2 separate regions of the Mus musculus genome follow, and region 2 is linked to region 1. Evidence: chromatin contacts called from public HiChIP or PLAC-seq data. All regions are on one chromosome and are shown on one strand. The core of a region is the stretch at or near the end of the contact, and the rest is flanking DNA. Distances in the headings are between cores, read along the strand shown. Region 1 overlaps Ptprr (protein tyrosine phosphatase, receptor type, R). Region 2 has its middle 8.6 kb from the start of Gm10747.

The links. HiChIP or PLAC-seq counts read pairs in DNA pulled down with a chosen protein or histone mark.
Region 2: an H3K27ac HiChIP or PLAC-seq map of the NIH/3T3 cell line shows a contact between it and region 1, with 7 times the contacts expected there. The contact joins two enhancer-like sites. A contact is called at or near these places in 2 of 39 promoter capture datasets (frontonasal cranial neural crest and hippocampal neurons) and 2 of 115 datasets of contacts at active chromatin or transcription factors (the NIH/3T3 cell line and extraembryonic endoderm stem cells).

What each region holds. Positions count from the first base shown.
Region 1 is chr10:116,259,518-116,262,979 of GRCm38.p6, forward strand. All of the region lies in intron 13 of Ptprr (protein tyrosine phosphatase, receptor type, R), which reads left to right. Among named protein-coding and RNA genes, the nearest start is that of Ptprb, 40 kb to the right of the region's middle. Within about 2 kb of position 1,849, at least 116 of the 459 cell types and tissues checked have an H3K27ac peak or open chromatin away from gene starts, as enhancers often do. A contact at or near this core is called in the NIH/3T3 cell line, where this site is marked.
Region 2 is chr10:117,031,900-117,035,460 of GRCm38.p6, forward strand. No RefSeq gene overlaps it. Among named protein-coding and RNA genes, the nearest start is that of Gm10747, 8.6 kb to the right of the region's middle. Within about 2 kb of position 2,107, at least 28 of the 459 cell types and tissues checked have an H3K27ac peak or open chromatin away from gene starts, as enhancers often do. A contact at or near this core is called in the NIH/3T3 cell line, where this site is marked.

The DNA of each region.
Region 1 (3,462 bases), core at 599-3,098:
TCTAACTCACAAAATAAACTCAGAAGCACCATGGGTGGCAGTGGCAGGAGGACATTCCTCTTCTCTTCTCATCTCATCCTTTGCTTTTTCCTTTTCCTTTTTCCTTTTTCCTTTTCTTTTCTTTTTTTTTTTTTCAAGAAAAAAAATCCACTAGGCCAGGCATAGTAGCACCTGGAGTTCAGAGTCACCCTCACCTGCACACTGAATTTGAAGACAGACTGGACTATATAAGAAAAACCTCATCAGAGAGAGGGAGAGAGAGAGGGAGAGGGAGAGGGAGAGGGAGAGGGAGAGGGAGAGGGAGAGGGAGAGGGAGAGGGAGAGGGAGAGGGAGAGGGAGAGGGAGAGGGAGAAGAGAAGAGAAGAGAAGAGAAGAGAAGAGAAGAGAAGAGAAGAGAAGAGGAGGAAGAGGAGGAGGAAGAGCAGGAGGAAGAGGAGGAGGAGGAGGAGGAAGGGAAGGAGGGAGGGAGGAAGGAACAGCCAGTAACTTGTTCAAAATCATATGGCTTAGTAAGTGGAAAAGGGGTTCATTAGAAATCCAAAACTAATGATTTCTAACTCGGATGCATAAATAGCTAGATAGACGTTAATAGGCTTTTGCAATGTTCACTGTAAAACTTCCTGATGAAACCATGCCATGTGGAAGGTGCTTTGCTAAAAAGCATACAGTGAGGAGGGAAGGAGGGGAAGAAAAGAATTCTAAAACACTTCTGGAGAAGAAACACTGAAGGTCTGAAAAGTTCCTCAGCAGACACCCATTTCCAACTGTTGACACATCCACCCACGCCGATTCAACCACACAAAACTCCCTTGAAGAACACTAGAGTAGGAAAGAAAGAAGTATAAGAAATTCAAACTATTTTTGTAACATTTGGTGGTAGGGAAAGGACTTGATCATTTTATGATTTGAACGGGGACCATGACATGGGGAAAAGGGCAGGCAGTCCTTAGATTGCTAAATCTTAATCGTATAAGAGATAATATTCAAGGTCCATGGGCCTTTTTGAACTCAGTGTGTGCTTGCATGTTTAGCTGCGTGCTTGTGTGCATGCGTGCATGTATGCATGTGTGTGTGCCTGCCTGCCTACATACATGCTTACATATATTTTGCCAGAGATTAAAACCCAAGGACTCAGGTTTGCTAGGCAAGCATTCTACCACTGAGCTATATCCCCTGTTTTTTTGTTGCTGAGACAACAGTTTAATTTCATTGCCCAAACTGACCTTGAACTCACTGAAGCCCAGTCAGGCCTTGACATTCCTGGGATTCCAGGCCTGCACCACCAGACCCAGCTTCCTAGCAATGGCCTCTGCCCACTGGTGCTGCAAGCCTGTGCACAGTGCATCTTCCGATCCCCTCACGCTGGGCATTGTTGCTCACACCTGAAATCCCAGCACTTGGGATACCGAGCAAGAGGATGACAGAGGGTTTAAGGCCATACTGAACTACACAGCGAGTTTGAGGCCGTCACAGGCTATAGAGGGAAATTCCATCTTTGTCTAAAAAAAGCAAATAATCTTCTCGTATCTCACAGCAGTTTCCTTAGAGAAGCCGAGGATGGCTAAGAGCTGAGGAAAAAACAAGACAGTGGCTTGGATATGGGGCTTATCTCGTGGCTGATGAGTCACGAGTCTGAGCACTGGGCAGAATCAGAAATCCTGGAGGAAAGATACTATGATCCGTGGTGGTTCTCCCAAAGTCAGGCAAGAACAGGTCCTCTGTACTCACATCTCAAACCTACATGTGTGCAGTAAACTCCTGTGTTCTGGTTCAGGCCCGAGTGTGTTGTGCTGAATGGGCGTTTCCAGTTCAAAGCAGCGACACAGCTTTCCAGGGGACTCTGGCAGGGCTCTGTTATTACTGGCTTTCAGGCAACATCTATAAATAGACACCACAGTTCTGGTGGCAGATTCATAAGTCTGCGGTTCCACTTTTAATAATACTTTCGAGCATATATGCAGCTAAAATAGGCTATCTCTCTTTTTTTTTTTTCTTTTTCTAAGTAGTTCAAATTCAGTGTGAGGCACCCACGAGTGTTTTATTTAGAAGCGTATTAGTGGAACTTCTGCTCTTCCCAGGGTTTTAGCTTTTATCAAGCTTTAAACAAAGGGAATGCTGTGGTAACTGTGTCTGAGGACAGTCTGGTGGGAGAGTGTGCAGGCAACCGTGCAACATGTAGAGTCAGGCATCTCAAGACCATGTCAAGATGCTCGAAGCAGACCCCACCTCTGCCACAGACTCTCTGTGAGCACCCCCCTTCCCTAGGCCCCTCAGCCTAGTCACACAAAGGAGCATGGAGCAGAGCATGTTGCCCAACCCCTGCTGGAATGAAAACCCCGTCATAGGAGTACACTAGTCCATAGGCCCCCACCTTGCATTCTGAATCTTATATTTGTAAATTAGATTTCATCCTCTGAATTCCCAGTAACACCCACGTGCATTTGAAAATCAGTGACATATGAACCATGGTCAGCTGGTGTCCTGATGCTGTTGGGAACTCGCATGAACCTGAGGACCCCTCTGCTAAGATGCCCTTGCACTGAGGTGCAGTGACTGGGGAGTGCTCCAATGTGTTCTAACGTCCCTCTTAGCTGTTGATTTACTGGGGTCTTGGTTCCATGAAGAACAATGACATGTGGTCATAGTATTCATAACATTTGCCTGCTACCCACTAGGAAAAGGATGCTGCGAAAATATCTGATCTCAGAAATAGTAACCGCAGGATTCATTCTTAAAGGGCAATCCAAGACAAAAAGGATAAACCCCATTTCCCGGGTCACATCACATAGTAAATGTGTGTGTGTGTATGTGTGTGTCTGTGTCTGTGTGTAAGTGTGTATGTGTGAGTGTGTGTGTTTGTGTGTGTGAGTATGTGTGTCTTTGTGTGTGTGAGTGTATGTATATGTGTGTGTGAGTGTGTGTATATGTGAGTGTGTATATGTGAGTATATGTGAGTATGTGTATATGTATGCATATGTGTGAGTATGTATATGTGTGTATCTGTGTGTGTATGTGTGAGTGAGTGTATGTGTGTACGTCTGGGTGTGTATGAGTATGTACGTGTGTGAGTGTGTGTATGTGTGTGTGAGAGTGTATGTGTATATGTGTGTTTGTGTGTGTGTGTGTATATATATATATATATATATATGTATGTGTGTATGCATATGTGTGTATGTGTGAGTGTGTGTGTGTATGTGTGAGTGTGTGTGTGTTTGTGAGTATGTGTATGTGAGTGTGTATATGTGTGATTCTGTGTGTGTGAGTGTGTATGTGTGAGTGTGTGAGTGTGTATGTGTATATGTGTGTTTGTGTGTGTGTCTGTGTGATATATATATATGTATGTGTGTGTGTATATATATATATATATGTATGTGTGTGTGTGTCTCTCTCTCTCTCTCTGTACGTGTGTGTGTGTGTGTGTGTGTGTGTGTGTGTACTAGCACTGGGGACTGAATATAGAG
Region 2 (3,561 bases), core at 857-3,356, 770 kb after region 1:
CCCGTTGATATGACTGCTGAATTGGAAAAAACCCAACTAAGCAATATCAGGACTCTCTGATTGCACATCTTACAAAATCTAGAAGACCCCAACCTTCCCGTAGAGCTTTTGAACCGTAATCCAACTTGAATCCCTCACCACACTCTACGCTGTCCCTCAGCATCTCTGAGTATGCCGTCAGCATGTCCCCGACTGTGGCAAATACAAAATTCCCTAAAAAACCTCACGTGAGCCAGACCAGATATTAACTTTTTGTTTGAGCTTCTTTGTTTCTGAATTTTAGAAGATGGGCCCAATTCTACCTTGTGCCCCAGGTGCCAATGGTGCCATGGAACTCTCTTCTCTGAGCTTCTAATTTCAGGACAATTGCCTCACAGAGATGAAGGGGAAGTACATTTTGTGTCTCGAAACAAATAAGACATTTCTAAAGTTGATTTTGTGCAGAAATTCTATCCTGTTCCAAGTTCCTTGGGTAGTGGCTCTGCATCAGATGCGATCTTGCACCCAGGAGACACTAGGTAGTGTTGAGAGATGTTTTCGATCATCATACTGGAAGTGTTACTGGTACATAGTGGAAGAGGCCAAAGATGCTATTGAACACCCTGTGATGCACAAAATCAACTTTAGTGCTGGTTCCCTAAAAGTTTAGTGTACCCAGAAGCAAGCATGGTTCCGTTTGTCTGTCTATCTGACTGACTGTTATTTGTTCAGGTATTGATGCTGGGTTTTGCCAGTACACAGAACAGTGCACGGGCCTCCTTGTTACAGATATTCAGCTTCTACACAAGAGGCCAGTTCCTGATGCCAGGGGGAACCCTGCTCTACTGACTACAGTGCTGCCCAGAGAGCAGTCTACAGGGACGGGGGTGGGAGTGGGAGGGTGGGGGTTAGGGGGCTCAGTTAGGGCAGGGAGGAAGAACAGCCATGCTGAATGAGATGATGGGTACCAGAGGAAGTCAGCTTTCATTTTGTTTCTTATGTGGTTGTAGTCGATAACTGTTATTACTATTAACAGTCAAAAAGAATGCAGGGGCTTTGATATCTGGCTTGAGTCTGTGGACTTGGTTGTTGGCCACCTGTGGCAGGGCTTAGTGTCCTTAGGGGTGGCTGAGTGAGGCAAACAATTGAAATTTTAAAAATATATATATGAGGGACCCTCTAGAGACCTTTTTTTCTTTTATTATATGTTTTTATTGGTTTATTTAATTCTTCATTCATTTCGTGTGGAGACAGAGGGTAGGCATGTGGAGATCAGAGGGAAACATACTGGAATCAGTCACTTCTTCTGCTATGTGGATCTTGGGAATCCAACATAAGCCACCAGGCTTGGCTGCAAGCACCCTCACTCGCTGAGCCATCTCGCTGGCCCATCACATCAGCCTCGACCACACTGCCTTTGCAGTGATATCCTGAGCCCGCTGTGTCACCAGCGTCACGCTAAGGCCTCAGCACCACAGTGAGAACCCCGAGCATCAATGTCAGCCTTCCTGCTTCCCATCAGTAGTTTCATGTCTAAAACCTCCAAGGTTCGAGGTCCCAGAAGTTCAAGGCCACACTGGGCTACCTAATGAGACTATAATTAAAAAAAAAATTAAAAGGCAGAAGAGATGGTTCAGTGTATACTGTATATATGTGTGTGTGTGTGTGTGTGTGTGTGTGTATGTATATGTATATATGTATATATATATATATATATATATATATATATGCACTGAACTATATATATATATGATATATATATAAACATATGTTAAAAACATAACATATATATGTTAAAAACATTTACTATATACACATATATATAATAAATAAAACACATCTTAGGAATTAGTGGTGTTGCCCTTCAGGGAGAAGGCAGGAAACCAGATCCTGGCAGGAGACTCTCTGGTTTGAATGGAATATGCCCTCCTACAGGTGGTCAGGTCAACTTCCGCTCCTGCCAGGGAAACCAGGCAGCACCAGCTCGAAAGGGGGTTTCTTTCTCAACCTTAGCTGGAGGCTTCCACACCGGCAAGCAAGACGTTTCTGCTTTCTCCCATCTGTCTACCTATGAATCATAAATGCCACGCCGGTGTTGACTCCCAGGGCCAGGAGTGCCCCCTGGTGGCCATATGACCAACTTATTTCTCTTCTCCTGGTGGGTAAAGCCAGCCAGCTATCTGATGAGCTACACAACTCTCTCTCCCGCCCAAAAGCAATTATTTGGATGTTGATGACTAATAATAAGCATTTACCACGATCCAAATGTGTCATCAAAACCTTACTCAGACTGTCCCCTTTAAGACTCACAAATTCTATGATCTATGATAATATCCTGCAGTTCACAGTTCAGATTGCTTGTCTCTGGGACACCTAGACCCCTCTTATATATTTTAAAGATATGTTATGTGTACGAGTATTTCATCTGTATATACATATGTGTACCGCGTCTGATGTGTGATGCCTGCAGAAGAGGATTCTGGATTCCCTGGGACTGGAGTTACAGTTTGTGCGCTGCCATGTGGGCGCTGAGAATTAAACCCTGGTCCTCTGGAAAAGCAGCCAGTGCTCCTGACCGCTGAGCTAGCTCTGCAGCCCAAGAATACTCTTAAAGACACTTTCCACCAAACACTCTCTACCTTCCATTTTGACCCATGATTCGTCTCTGATTTCTACAGATTTGCATTCCCAGCAACAGGTGGTTCTTAGGGCATCCAGGTCAGCTTGACCTGGAGTTTACGCCAGCATATCCCCCCCCCCCTCCACCCGTCCCCACTCCCGTGTCCCAGAATGCCCCAGGGTACTACCCAGAAAGAGCCAAGGTTTCTAAGGAACAGGTCACGTGGGATAGGTCAGATGGGGGTGGGAGGATGGCCTGAATGCACCGTTCTCCCTGCAGGTATTTTAGAAGGGACCGCTGGGGACGTGGGGCTGCCTCACTTCCGGCACTGGATATTAAAGAGCCTGGTCTTAGGCTCAGAGCTTGCTGAGCCCTGGACAGTCAGAAACCGGGCCTGAGATTCTGGGGGAAGTTTTGCTATGGGGATGTGGCTCTCCCCACAAATCTTTCCACTTTTCAGTTTCTTCAAAAGCATTTCCCTCTTGTTGAAGCCTCTGGGCCTCACATCAGGACTGAGACACCTCCTGCCGGATGCAGCCACTGTCTGTGCAGGTCGGAGCTCATGACCAAGAGCTCTCTCATGTAGAGTGTCCAGTTGCGACTTGTCTCAGAATTTGCAAGTGAATGTGAGAAATAATGAAAGAAAAGGAGGGGGGCATGTCTACCTCTCGAGTATGGAAAATATTTTTATTGTAGATATAAAGGAGAAAGTAGGCAGAGGGAAGAGTCCAGGCCAGCAGGACCAAACCGGACTGCGAGAGGGGTGGAGTGGGAGGGGTGGGATGAGGGAAAGCAAGAGAGGAGCCTCGGGCTAAGGCAGCCCAGGCCAAGAGGAAAGAGAGTAAAGGGCAGACAAAAGGACCGGGAAACCAAAATGTCTGGATTATATAAGGAAGCGCAGATGGGGGGAGGGCAGCCCAACCCCTGGGCTGAAGAAGTTTAGGGTAGCGGGGCTGGGTATG